2 separate regions of the Sus scrofa genome follow, and region 2 is linked to region 1. A link is a contact called in public Hi-C data. All regions are on one chromosome and are shown on one strand. Each heading gives the region's core, a stretch centred on a gene start, on an enhancer-like site or on the middle of the called end of the contact. The rest is flanking DNA. Distances are from core to core; before and after follow the strand shown. Region 1 holds the start of PTPRG (receptor-type tyrosine-protein phosphatase gamma). Region 2 overlaps PTPRG (receptor-type tyrosine-protein phosphatase gamma).

Region 1 (6,250 bases), core at 281-2,780:
TGACCCTCTCAAGCATTTATGGGGGAATCAAGATTCCAACAAAACCAGGAAGGACCAAACTCCAAAACAAACAAACTCAACTCATTCCCCACCCTGGGGCAGGGTGTTCACTCCGTTCTGCTAAAGATGGGAGGGGGAGGGCTCCCCAGGAACTTCCTGGCTTTTATTAGTCCCTAATCCCAAATTTAACTTTTCAAAGGTTTTTCTTTTGGAAGTGTGGGTGTAAAACTACTTCCCTAATCACATCTTGTGGGAGGATTTCGAACATGTGTATATTATTTGAAAACCTAGCATCCGGTTGGGATGTTTGGGTGGGTGGAGGACCCTGCGTGGTGGGATGAAACAGCAGGGGCATGATAAAAACAAGTCAAGATGGCTTTTAAACTGAGGCAGAAAAATTAGGCAAAAATTACAAATGGCTAATTACTTTGGCTGAATTACCCATTTAATCAAAAGCCCACCTCCCCCACTTTTAGCACCGCCATAAGAGGGGAAAATAGGGCGCTTAGAAGTCTTAGCGATAAAGATCTCTCTCACCGAGAGCCAAGGGACAAAACTCTAACAGATAAGCCCAGTCCTCCCATTTCCCTCACACGCCTCTCCGCGATTGCTAAAGAGGTTGCGGCTCCCCGAGTAGCTGCCAGGAAATCGGTCCTGCCCAGGGGCGCAGCTTTCACCCAGTCAGGGGTAAGAGGCGCACTTCCTGCACCCTCTCCACCACCAGGCCGGAGTAAGGGAACCTTCCCTCCTCCTGTGAAGCCGCGAGTTGGGAAAACTCTGCCACCGAACCATCGTGGCGCCGGGAAAAGGGGTGTGGGACTCGGAAGGACAGGATTTCAAAAGCCTAGGATCGATATGCCTCCCCACCCCCACCTCTCCCCAGTCGGGAACATGGCCAATGGAAGGCGGAAAAGAAAAGGAAAAGAGAGAGAGAGAAATGAAGAAAAAAATTAAATCTCAAAGCTCAGTCCGAGTGCAAAGGCCATTCGGCTTTGTTTCCAAAGCGGGGGAATTCGCCAGGCTGGGGGGCGCAAGCAAGGAGTGAGCAGGGCGCGCCCCGCCGCGGCGCTACCAAGGCGCGGAAACCCAACACGAAACCCCATCACGCTATGAAGGCAGCCGTCGGCCCCCCTCCTCTCTTCAAACCCGAGCCTGGGCCCCTACAAGTCTCCCGTCCGCGAAAAACGCTGACGGGGTCCAGGGGACAGCTGCCAAAGCCGCTCAAACTGCGGCGTCTTTAAGAGCTAGCTGAACGGGAATCTGGCAAAGACTCGCTGACCCCTAGAAGCAGCTGCCCTTCTCCCGCTTTCCGAGACCCAGCCAGAGCAGCCCTCGGCACCCAAACTGCCCCCGCCGAGTCCACAGCACTCCGGCCTGGCGAGGGGAGAGAAGTGGGCTGTGGGACCCCACAGAGGCGGGAGCCGAGCGTGGCTGCTTTAAGAGCGCGGTGCGCGCGCGCCCGCTGCCGGCAGCCCCGCTGCGCGTCCCCGCAGTCTCCGCGCGTCCTTGATCGCGCGCCGCCGCCACCGCCGCCGCGCGCCCCCTGCTCGCTCGCCGGCTTTAAAGTCTCTGCCAGGATCCATGCTCACATGTTACTTCCTGTATGGAGGCATGGCTAGTTTCCAGCCCCGCGCTCCCCGATCCTCCCCAGCTCGCGCCGGAGCCACAACTTTCAGGAGCATGGACTGAAGGCGCCCTCGCCCCAGCGCCCCTCTGAGATCCTTTGTGTTTTCCTTGGTTTCCTCTAGCCGTTTCTATTTTGGGGGGGCTCTTCGCTCCTCCTGCCACTACCCTCCCCTTCCCTGCTCGCAAACATGCCTCCTTCCTTCCCGGGGCCCTGGAAGGAGCTGCCTGCCTGAAGCCCGGAGACGCTGTGCCGCGCTCAGCCCCGCCGCCGCCCGCCGGCTTTAGGGCTGCGCTGCCGATTCAAGTTGGGGATCCTCGGCTGCTAGCCGCCGCCGCCGCCTTCAGTCCCTGCCTGCCCCGGGCCCCGGGCATCGCCGCCGCGCGCCGACTCCTCGCCCTGCTCGCTCCTATTTGAACAGAAAACAGCCCTTCTCCGCCGAGGATCGTCCCCAGCGTGGCTCCACGTTCCCGGTCACTTTTTGAGATTTTTCCGGGGGGCGCTCAGCGGTTTCCCGGATTCCAGGGGGACTTGGGCCGCCGAGAGCGGGGGGCCCGTTGAGCGGGCGAGCAGGGGAAGAGCCCAGGCTTGGAGGCTCACACGGAGGCAAGAACTTATTCAACAAGTTTACCACCCCCCTGCCTTCCTCTTTTCGATGTGCGTTTTCGGACATGCGGAGGTTACTGGAACCGTGTTGGTGGATTTTGTTCCTGAAAATCACCAGTTCCGTGCTCCATTATGTCGTGTGCTTCCCCGGTGAGTGCCGGCCGCCGAGGGACGCGGCCCTGGCCGGCGCGCGCGGGGGATATGGAGTTATTCCCGGGGCACGGAGCTCAGGCACCCGTCCCCGGGACCCCGGAGAGAGTGGAGGGGGGTCGGGCGCCCATGAAGGGGAGAGGGATACGCTCCGCTGGCTCTGGCAGCATTTAGGGAGGCTGGCGGTTGGGGAGGATGGAAGTAGGGGCTGGCCGGGAAGGGGGCCGGGGGCCGCAGAAGTCTGTGTTTCTCTCGGGTTTGGGGGGCCTAAGGGGGCCGGAGTCGGGAGAAAAGAAGACTCATTCTGCTGATTCGCCGCTGTTCGGGGGAGCTAGAGCTCTGGGGTTTTTGAGACCGGGGCAATGGGGAGGATGCCTTTGTGGGTTTGGGGGGCGCAGGGTGCGCCCCTTGCTCAGACGGGGTTTGAAGGAGCTTATGGGGGGGCGTGATTTGCTGCTCCCCGACCCTTTGGGGAGGCTGGTGCCCAGACGGTGGAAGCTGAAGGCTGGCCGTGAAGAATCGGGGATGTTGGGAACAGCCTGCGTTCCGGTCCCAGGGGTCAGGGGCGACCCTGGCTCGGGGGCTGGGGCTCGGGTTGCGCTTTGGTTCCGGCAAAGGGGCTTTCTTGGGCCCGGGCCCCTGGCCGTTGTGGGAGGGCAGGGAGCAGACGGTTTAGGGAGATCCGTGGCTCCCTTAGCCCGGGCCCGAGGCTCCTCTATCCCGCAACTCTGGTCGGCAGGACAGCTTCGGTGGGGGTGTGGGTGGTGGGGGGCGGGTCGGCGACTGGGTTGCTATTCGCGCCGGGGCGGATTTTTTCCGTCTCCCGCCCTACCTACCTTCATCTTTGCCCTTTTGCAGGCTGTTCGCGGCTGGCAGCCCAGACCCGCACCTTTCTGTTCGGGTAAAGACAGGAACAGTATTGATCAGTGATGAAGATAATAAATCACCGCACGTAGCAGTGTGCGGCTCTGCGACCCTCGACTTCCAGCCCTCCACTGGTCGACCCCCTTTCTCTTTCTGTTCCGGGAGGGCAGAGGCCAGCTGCCTACATTTTCCCTCTTGCAGCCCCCTTCTCCCTCCTGGCTGCAGCCTCGAGCTCCCTTGAATCTGTCCGGCCCCTTCCTGGGAAGTGGAGGCCAAGCCCTCTGCCCTAATTGGAAAAGGGATGGGGAAAATGGGGCGATTTCGTTTTCCATCTTTCACTCTCCTAAGGACAAGAGGCCCCCGCCCCCCTATTTTCTGCTTTCTCATCTACCAGCTCCTAGATACTCGGAGGTGAGGGTTATCCAGAAAAAAAAAGGAATATGCCCCCCGATGGTCACAGCCGCCTGTCCCCTGGCGGTCCGAGCGCACGGTTTTGGTGCAGCGGGTCCCCCAGCTCCGTCATGAGCACTAGAGCAGGGCGCGGGCGCTCTTGCTGCCCTCGGGGACTGGCAGCGAGTGTCCCCTTTGCAGGTACGGGGGTGCCCTCGAAGGACAGAGAGCCAAAGCCCTGCCCCTTTTCTTCGGTAACCCCCTTTTCCCTCTGCGCATCCTCTTGCCCCCAGAACCGCACGGAACTCCTGCCACAGCCCAGAATCCCAGCTTAGATGCCGAACGAGGACGTGTGTCCACACTTAGCCTGAGGCCCGGAGTTGCCCACCAGGATTCTGCCTCCACCAGGGGCTGGAGGAGATGTGGACACTTACTCTTAAAAATGTGCCCCTTCATCCCCCAACCCCCGCTCAGCATTTATGTTAATCATCTTCCCCCTCTAGACTTTCTTCTTTGCAATAGACTTGCCGGCTGAGTGGGCTCAGGTGCTTACTGGCGTCGAGCTTTGTAAGGGTCACGCTTTAATGGGGGCAGTGGGAAGCAGCAGGAGCACAACCTTGAGAAGTATGAGGAATTTCTAATGTCCACTTCTGGCCTTCTCCTTATGTTCGGGTGTGGAGTCAGTGGGCCAGCTGGGATTTTCTTTTTACTGATGTCTGAGGAAACCTGAAATCCAAAATGGGACTGCCAGTGATGCCGCCTGTGTGGGGCTGGGACAGTTTTCATCTTCCACATTTACTATGCGCGCCAACGCTGCGAGGTAAATAAATAGCCCACACAATGGTCCGGGAGCCGAAGGATGTCGGAAAGCTAAGGGGCAGAGGTGCGAGGCGCAGGGAAGGAGGGTTGTGGTTAGGAAAAGTGCAGCCGGAGAGGTGCAGCAGCAGCCTTTGCAACCAGGCAAAGTTAAAAATGCCAGAGCCAGAGATGCCAGTTTTCCGTTTTCCGAAGGTGCTGTGACGCCGCTGGACCTCAGGGGGCGCCCCCGAGCTACTAGTCAGACTCCCGCCACCTCCACCCGTCCAGCTTGGCCACCTAGGTGCGGTTGGGCTGGAGTGCTCCGCTGGGGCATGCAGTTACGACTGGGAGCGAGGAGGCGGCCTCATCTCCACCCTGCTGCTCCTGGGCGGCTCTAAACCCGTGGGGACTGGAGTTCGCTTTGGGACCCCCCTTCTTGCCAGCCCCTTCTTGCCCGCCCTAACCTGGGAAGCATATATCTGGCTGACAGGGGGATAAAAAGGTTTATGGTGTGGGATTAGGGTCCTCCTTGTGACACTTTAACCAACATCCCTTGTTATTTTCTTTGTTTTCTCAGAATCACTCCAACTTTTCTTATACATTTGCTCTTAATTCCTGTTCAGGACACAGGGTAGCAGTAATTTGAGAGGGTTTTGGAAACATTACTCTGGCATGGGTCTTTCCGCTGGAGGGAAACAGTGACTTTTAGGCTCTCAACAACAGTATGGCAGGTGTGAGGCCTGAGTCGCCATTAGTGTTTCAAGCGATGTTTCCACTTTCCAGAGCAGAAGTGTTATCGACATGATATAGTGCATAGTATATTCTTCTCTGACATCTAGAAAAATACCCTTGTGGAAAAATTTATGCAGTGAAAAGATATAATGGGCCCCTATGAACCCCTTACCCAGCCACCACAGCTACAACTCAGTTTTCCCTCTTTCATACCCACCCCACTATCCTCATTATTCTAAAGCAAGTCTTACATATAGTTCATTTAAACATTTGGCATATATCTCTAATCGTTGAGAATTTAAGTTCCTCCAACAGGATATAAATTATGTTCTTCGAAAGGGTTAACATTTTATGTATTTTACATCCTTAAGCTACTCAGCATAAATGTAAATTTGTTTTTAAATTGATTTCTTCTCTCTTTCTGTGCTCTGAGTGAAGCCTTTCTCTTTGATTCTGATATGTTTTGTACGGTAATTACATTACATCTAGGAGGCTGACGTTGGAAGCATTTCAGATGGATAAGCTCTGCTGTATACCTTGGATGTGTCAGAATTGCAGGATCCATGATTGATGTCTGGTGAATCTTCCTCTGAGCTTTCTCTTGGTGTATTTGTATGTACTTACTTTATTCCTGGTGGACATCCTTTATGGCTTTCCTAGAAAAATGCAGAAGTAGTATTTGTAAGTCAGTAATCTTACTCTTTAGGGCTGGGGCGAGAAATTGTGCAGTCCCTACCCCCACTTCTTTCTCCAAAGTATCTTGTTTAAAGATGGAGAATCTTTGTCTGGTTTTGAAACTTGGTCCCTCTGATGCAGTCATGGAATAAAATATTTGATGTTTCCTTCTAAACAGTGTTCATCTTATAAAATTAATGAAGTTAGAATATTAGTGCAAATAGGCATGACAGGACCTTTTGGAAGAAGGGAAAGTTGCTGTTGCCAAAGGCAGAATGGTTATTGGAAACGTTGGCTGAAATGAGAAAAAGAACTAACCAATAGTGAAGCTCTGGGCATCTCCCCTTAATTATGGGCTCGTTTTCACTGAATAAGAGAGAATGTTGTTTACAGGAGACAGTACAGGGAATG
Region 2 (7,143 bases), core at 2,107-4,606, 300 kb after region 1:
GGTCAGAGAGGTAAGCACTTTTCTTTTTCTTTAAATCGCACAATACTTTTTTTTCTTTTCTTTCTTCCTTCTCCTTTCACACACACATGCACACACACATACACATTCATACACACTCACTCACTTTAAATTTGTAAGACTGGTCAGGGGCAGTGGTGTGTTCTCAACCAGGAGTGGTTATGCCCCTTAGGAGACATTTGACAGTGTCTGAAGATAATTTTGCTTGTTACAACTTGAGGCGGAGGAAAGTGCTTCCAGCCTCTAGTGGGTAGAGGCCAGGGGTGCTGCTAAATACCCTTACAATGCACAGGTCAACCCCTACCACGAAGGATTTTCAGGCTGAAAATGTCAGTAGTGCTGAGGTTGAGAAACCCTGCTCTTGGTCTCATGAGGGAGTTGTAGTCCCATAACTGAAGTTCCAAAGCCAAATCCCATCAGTTTTCTGTTTTTGTTTTTGTTTTTGCGCCATGGAATAAATCTGGCATCAAAGACTTACCCTTAGATAGAATCCACAAATAAAGCAGGTCAGGAGAGAAGCCAACCTATTAAGTTGTGAATATCCTAGGACTTTAACAAGTGTACAGGAGAAGAAGGAATAGAAAATTGTTACCTTTAGAAGTTCTCCTTCCTCTCTTCCCTCCCGCATGTGCCCTTCTCTAAAGAAGGGAGATTCAGGGTGGATAAAGATCTCAAGACATCTCTTGCTCTGGCTTTTGATCCCTCTTCTCATTTACTTCTCTATGCAGGGTGTAGAAATCATAGGTCAAAGCACAGACCTGATTAGAATGTAGAGTGTTAAGAGAGGCTGGCGCTGTCTTTCTCTGCCTTCGGGTTCAGCAACTGACACTGGAAGAAGTCGTTGCTATTGACATTATTCGGGGAACAATTTCAGAAGGGCCCTGGGATTGCCTCGGATGTTGTGAGAAGTACTTGAATGCCATCTGCATGGCAAGGGGCTTTTAGAAAGAGAGGCGCCTCCTTTAAAAGAATCACAATGTTTTTAATGTTAATTACGCAGGCTCCTTCATTAATCAGTAAACTCCTCTATTTATACACAGGGGGAACTGGAAAGTGTTTCAAAATGAAGGTTACCTAGTGGCTCCAAAAGAGAAATTTGCTCTGTATTTATATTTTGGGACTTTGATGGTGAGCGATTTCAGACATCTATCAGATGGAAGGCTGTCTGCTTGGAGATGTGCCTCAGTGACACACACGTTTCATAGACTGGCTTCAAGTCTTTGCCAAGGTCTTTCTATTCTTATTTGTAAAAGTGCCATCATTCCTTTCTAGGGATGTAACTGGAGAACAAATCTTACAGAGATGGTTGAGTTTTTTTCCAATCCCATCTTTTGCGGAGAATCAGACTCCCCTTTGAGAAGAACCCAAGGTGAAGGGCACAACTGTCAGTGGAGAAACCTTATCATTGATGTCTACTTCCTACTTTTTAAAGTCTTAACCATGATTGACTAAAGGCAGTTTTTCTTTAAAAATTAAAAGAAAAAAGCATTGCAAATAATGTTTGTACATTTGAGCATTCAATAGCCCAATATCAATGAAAGATTTTTATACAATCAAAAACAGTTATTAGGAAGGACCCAGTGTTATTTTACGTCTTCTGGGGTACTCTTGCCAAAAATGCATAATCTCCATTCCTGGGATGACATCAGATCCCCCAAATTGAGGGACATTCTACAGTAACTCATCAGGACTCCTTTGTCAAGAATTTGAAAGATCAGGAAGGACTAAGAAATTGTTGTATGAGGGGTGGGGGTAGGGCCCTAAGGAAAAATAACTGAATGCAACATGGGATTCTGGAACTAGAAAAAGATGTTAAGGAAAAACCTGGAACAATTCAAATAAGGTCTGTCTTTCCATTAATAGCATCTTGCCAATGATAGTTTCCTGGCTTTGATAATTGGACTGTGGTTATATAAGATGACATTTTGGGGAAGCTGGGTGAGGGGTATATGGAAAACTATATTATTTTTGCAACTTTTCTGTGATTCTAAAATTTGTTCAAAATAAGCTGGTTGTTTTCAAAAGTGGTAATTATTATCCACAGTGAAACAAGTTAAATAGTTTCTGTTGTTTGCTCATCTAGATAACAATTTAAATAGCAATTTATGTAAATAGTTCACAGATGTATTAGTTTTATGGATTATAAACCTGTGAAAGTATCAGTTCTAAACATTAAATAGCAAATTAATTTTTTTACAGAAGGGATACATTGGTAAATTTTTGAGGTTAGGACTTGGCATTTTAAAAAATTATTATAGAAGTAATAGGCATATTGTGAAAAACCAAATAATGGAAAGTAGAAACATATTTTCTCCTGCTCATTTCCTATTTCCACTTCCCCTTACCTTATTACTGTACTACCCCCACTGTTAAAAGTTAGCTACAAATTCAGGAGTTCGAGTTCCCCAATGTCTGTCTAGGTGATAATGTGTGAAACACAATGTCATCATACTGTAAAAGCCCTTCTGTACCTTGCCTTCCTCTTTCGCCACTGAACAGTAATTCATGACTTTGTAAAGTACCTATATTTCTACCTTATGTCATTTATTTGCTATAAAATATGACATTTTTTAAAATCTGTCATAATGTGTTTAACTACTTATTTATGGAAATTTTAACTGTCTCCCAGTTATATTTATAAAGTGTTGGATGGCTCCTCTCTTCTGTGTATTACTTAAAAAAAAAATTAAGAAATGTAGCTTTTAGAGAACCCCACTAGTATCCATAAGGGTGCAGATTTGATCCCTGGCCTTGCTCAGAGAGTTAAGGACCTGGCATTGCCCCAAACCAGGTATAGGTTGCAGATGCGGCTGAGATCCTGCTTTGCTGTGACTGTGGCATAGGCAGGTAGCTGTGGCTCCGATTCAACCTCTATCCTGGGAACTTCCATATGCCGCAGGTTTGGCCCTAAAAAGAAAAAAAGGAAAGAAAAGAAAAGTAGCTTTTAACTTAGACATGTTTTTATACCATAAAGACAGTGTGGGGTCCTTGCCTTGCACAATCTTAGCGTCCATTTTTGTCTGGTTTTTTTGTATCTAAAGTGCAGCTTCCTAGATATCAAATGTCTGAGTCCAAATATAAGAACACTTTATATTTAATTTGCAGAGAAGTCATATTTAAATTCTGCAATTTCTGGCTTTTATTTAATTTTTAGAATGGTGTGGACCCACAGGGAGCACAGAAGTGTGACTTGGTGTTTGTATATTTATTTTCTAAGTATTGAGACCGTTAATATTTTGCAGCAGTAGAGACGTATTTGAGAGTGCTGGCCCGGCCCTCAGAAGTTAATTTTGTGTTTTTAAACATTGGTACAAATGCTGAGGTTCCCAGTAGGGGGTTAATATGTAAACCGCAGAGAAACCACACAGGTTGTTTTGTAGTTTATCATTAGACCAGAAGTGGGGAGGAAACAGCTGACCAAACAACTTGCAGAAATTAATCATATTTGAGCGGTTAATAAAAATACACTAAATAGGAGTTCCCATTGTGGTGCAGTGGAAACGAATCCATCTAGGAACCATGAAGTTTCGGGTTCGATCCCTGGCCTAGCTCAGTGGGTTAAGAATCTGGCGTTGCCGTGAGCTAAGGTCTAAGTCAAAGACTTGGCTTGGATCCTGCATTGCTGTGGCTTTGGCATAGGCTGGAAGCTGCTGCTCTGACTTGACCCCCTAGCCTGGGAACCTCCATATGCCTCTCAAGTGCGGCCCTAAAAAGCAAAAAAATAAATAAATAAAGTTCACTAGTTGTGCGTAGGCCTTGGTTGGAAAAGCACTGATTATTTAGTGGCGTGTCAGAAACAGGCCCATAGGCTCTTGACATGTTTACATATAGTAACTTCTGACGCCTTGGGATAGAAACAATGAAAATAATGGCATTAAGGGAGAGAAAATATAAAATGAATTCTAGTTGGTGAAAGAAATACCTCTTTGGTTCCAAAATATTTAAACTCTGAGCAAGCTGTGTGTATTGTGGAATTTATTGGGTTAGCAGTGACACCTTTCAAAATTAGGAAGAACACTTTGTGTTCCTGAGTATAGAAGGCTGGCATAATTACTGAAAGTACAGTAAATGTCCCTATCATTCTTTGAGTCTAATCTTAACATAATTAGCTCCTTGCACAATAGAGTATTTAATTTGAAATGCTGCCAAGGCTTATTAAGTGAGAGAAGTACTTCCTGAGATCTCTGTTGTTAAATGTGGGACTTTTCTGTATGAGATAATTTTCACCAAAAGTGTCAGGGTATCAGAATTGTTGCTCATAGTCTGGCATTTATCACCCAAACTCACTGAAACACTTAACATTTTCAGTTTTATTGATGGAGCCTTTTATGAATATTGGGGAATATGCTGCATCTCGTGGAAAGAAATTAATTTGGGGAGACCTGACAAGCCTTCCGAATGATAGATCCCTTTGCCCTGGGGAGCCTTCTTCATTCAGTGACTTGGGTAATAAACATGAGCTATAGGATTTCATTCTTTTATCTCTTGTTTTTGGTTTTCTTTAGTGGTTGATTGTCAAGTCAGGCTAGAAAATATAACATGTGAACACCGGTTTTGTTTGATAACGCATTTCTTTTTTGAATGTGACTTGACACTTTCCTGGGCTTGTAAAACACCATGGAATGCTACTACAGTTGTGACATTGGAGTGTAGGATATTGTAATATGCTTTACAGTTTGTAGATGGATCAAGTGACATGGTTTAACCAGTAATGCCTGATATTTCTATAAGATCACCAACCTGTCTATATCAGAATTCCTGGATCTTTTCAACTATTGCCATATAGGGATAGAAAGAAAGTCTAATCAAGGGTATAAAAAACAGAAAAGTAGCCATCATTAAGAACCACCATAGGTTCACCGTGAGTTTAAGCCTGTGGAATTTACCTCATTTCCTTTTTGATAAGAAATATACCAAAGTTCTAAAAATTCCTTCCAAAAATAATTGGGAAGTGTGAGCTCTAGGGCGATAAAGCTGTTTACTTTACATAATGATCAGACAATTAGAACATTGATTAATAAGGCAATAAAAAACCTTGAGGGACAACTTTCTTTGTAGGCTCCTAGGCTGTTTATCTCTGTGTCCTCAGGTTCAGCGCAAATTGGAATACTAGTACAAATTTGAAGCCTTCTGATATGAGAACATGGGATGGCTTTCCATTTACTTAGGTCTTTAATTTCTTTTCGTGATTTCTTTGTAGTGTTCATTTTCAGTATGCAAGTTTTATACTTCTTTTGCAAAATTTGTTTTGAAGGACTTTATTGTTTTTGATGATCTTAATTTACTTTTTGGACTGTTCATTGCTAGTGTATAGAAAAACCACTGAGTTTTATATATTGATCCTATATCCTGCAAACTTACTGAATTTATTTATTAGCCTTAATCATCTTTTAGTGGGTTTTTTTTTTTTTTAAGGCCTTTCTGTGTACAAGGTCATATCTTACATGACTTGAGATAGTATTCCTTTATCATTTCTGATCCAGATGCCTTTTATTTCTTTTTCTTGCCTAATTGCCTTGGCTAGAACCTCCACTATGGCTAGATCCTCCAGTATGGTGATGAATACCAGTGATGAGATTGGACATCCTTGGCTTCTTTAGGCATTGTAAGGTGAGATTTATCCTTCTCAGACCATGTATATAATCTTATGTGATGTTTTTAACATTCTTTACATTATAATGAAACAAACTGAAATTAACTTATAGGTGAGGCTGTGGAAGATTGAACTGGAGGTTGTTTCCACTGCAGCACGCAGCTTTTTACTGGACTTGGTTTGTTTTACATTCACATGAAAATTTGACCCGTTGATGATTCTAGTGACACTTCCTTTTCTATACATCTTCACTCTATTATAGTGAAGCTTCATATTCTCTGGCTCTATTAGTAGAATGGTCACATCAGGCAAACTAATCAGGATTTTAAAATTCATTTAGTCACCAAATATTTCTCGAGTGCTTACCAAATACCAGACGTGACTGATGTTCTAGAGAAATAGTAGTTCATAAGAAACTTAGAGGATAGTTATTAGAGGCAGACAAGTTAACAATTCAATTGATAAATATATTTTTTAAAAAAACCTTTTAGACTATTTATCTCCTCCATACCACCTTTTCTAGAATTCTTCTTTTCAGATGCATTCAGAAAAGAGAAGATCTAAAACCATGTAATACGAGGGAGTTCCCGTTGTGGCACAGTGGTTAACGAATCCGACTAGGAACCATGAGGTTGTGGGTTTGATCCTCGGCCTTGCTTCATGGGTTAAGGATCCAGTGTTGCCGTGAGCTGTGGTGTAGGTTCCAGACGTGGCTCAGATCCTGCGTTGCTGTGGCTCTGGCGTAGGCCGGTGACTACAGCTCCAATTCGACCCCTAGCCTGGGAACCTCCATATGCTGTGGGAGTGGCCCTAGAAAAGGCAACAAGACAAAATAAATAAATAAATGAAATAAAATAAAACCACGTAATACAAGGAAAAGCTTAAAGAGTCAGAGTGATTGCATGATATTTAGCCAAGAATCTTGGATGTGGATGGGGAAAGAAGGACATTACCTGACAGTGGTTGCAAATATTTGTCCTCTGGACACAGTAACGTATTGAGATGGAAGTTAGAAATTTTAGTCTCTTTAAACCAGGAGATTTCTACTAGGTCAATGTCTTTTTTATTGCAACAGGTTAGACTGGGTAGCCACTGGCCTCTTAAGACATAGCATGCATCTTTTTTTCTCACAGTCCCAACCACTCCCTGTCATCTCCTTTTGGCCTGTTTCACTCATTTATTACCTTCTTAACATCCTTATCATATCATTTATGTCCTTGTCATGTTGTTTTTTAAGGGGATTTTTCTAGCTGTTTGAGTGGTCCATGAACAGAGTAAGGAGGAAGTTAGTGATAGTAAAAGTGATAGCTCCTTTCTTTAATGGAAAGTTCAGTTATCATTTTTTCTTGAGAATATAGAGTTGACTAGATGTAGTATTTTTAGGTACAGAGCATTCCACTCAAATACTTTCCCACACCCCCTCCCCCATAGACATGAAGAGAAAATCTTAGTCCAGATCTGTATCCTCTTGACGTCCTTTTCATCTCCTTAGTTGTCTTCTGATGGACCTCTTAAGGACCGTGGACATTGTT

Evidence for each region. Hi-C and Micro-C count contacts between places; a contact is called where the count stands out from the background.
Region 2: a Hi-C map of liver shows a contact between it and region 1, with 2.1 times the contacts expected there. The contact joins the enhancer-like site here to the promoter of PTPRG in region 1. A contact is called at or near these places in 1 of 5 promoter capture datasets (liver), 5 of 47 Hi-C or Micro-C datasets (embryonic fibroblasts, liver and skeletal muscle) and 1 of 2 datasets of contacts at active chromatin or transcription factors (skeletal muscle).

What each region holds. Positions count from the first base shown.
Region 1 is chr13:43,131,256-43,137,505 of Sscrofa11.1, forward strand. PTPRG (receptor-type tyrosine-protein phosphatase gamma) reads left to right here and starts at 1,531. Exons shown (of 31, transcript XM_021070772.1): 1 at 1,531-2,380; 2 at 3,239-3,281. The coding sequence starts at 2,363.
Region 2 is chr13:43,433,890-43,441,032 of Sscrofa11.1, forward strand. All of the region lies in intron 3 of PTPRG (receptor-type tyrosine-protein phosphatase gamma), which reads left to right. Among named protein-coding and RNA genes, the nearest start is that of PTPRG, 300 kb to the left of the region's middle. Within about 2 kb of position 3,357, at least 5 of the 83 cell types and tissues checked have an H3K27ac peak or open chromatin away from gene starts, as enhancers often do. A contact at or near this core is called in liver, where this site is marked.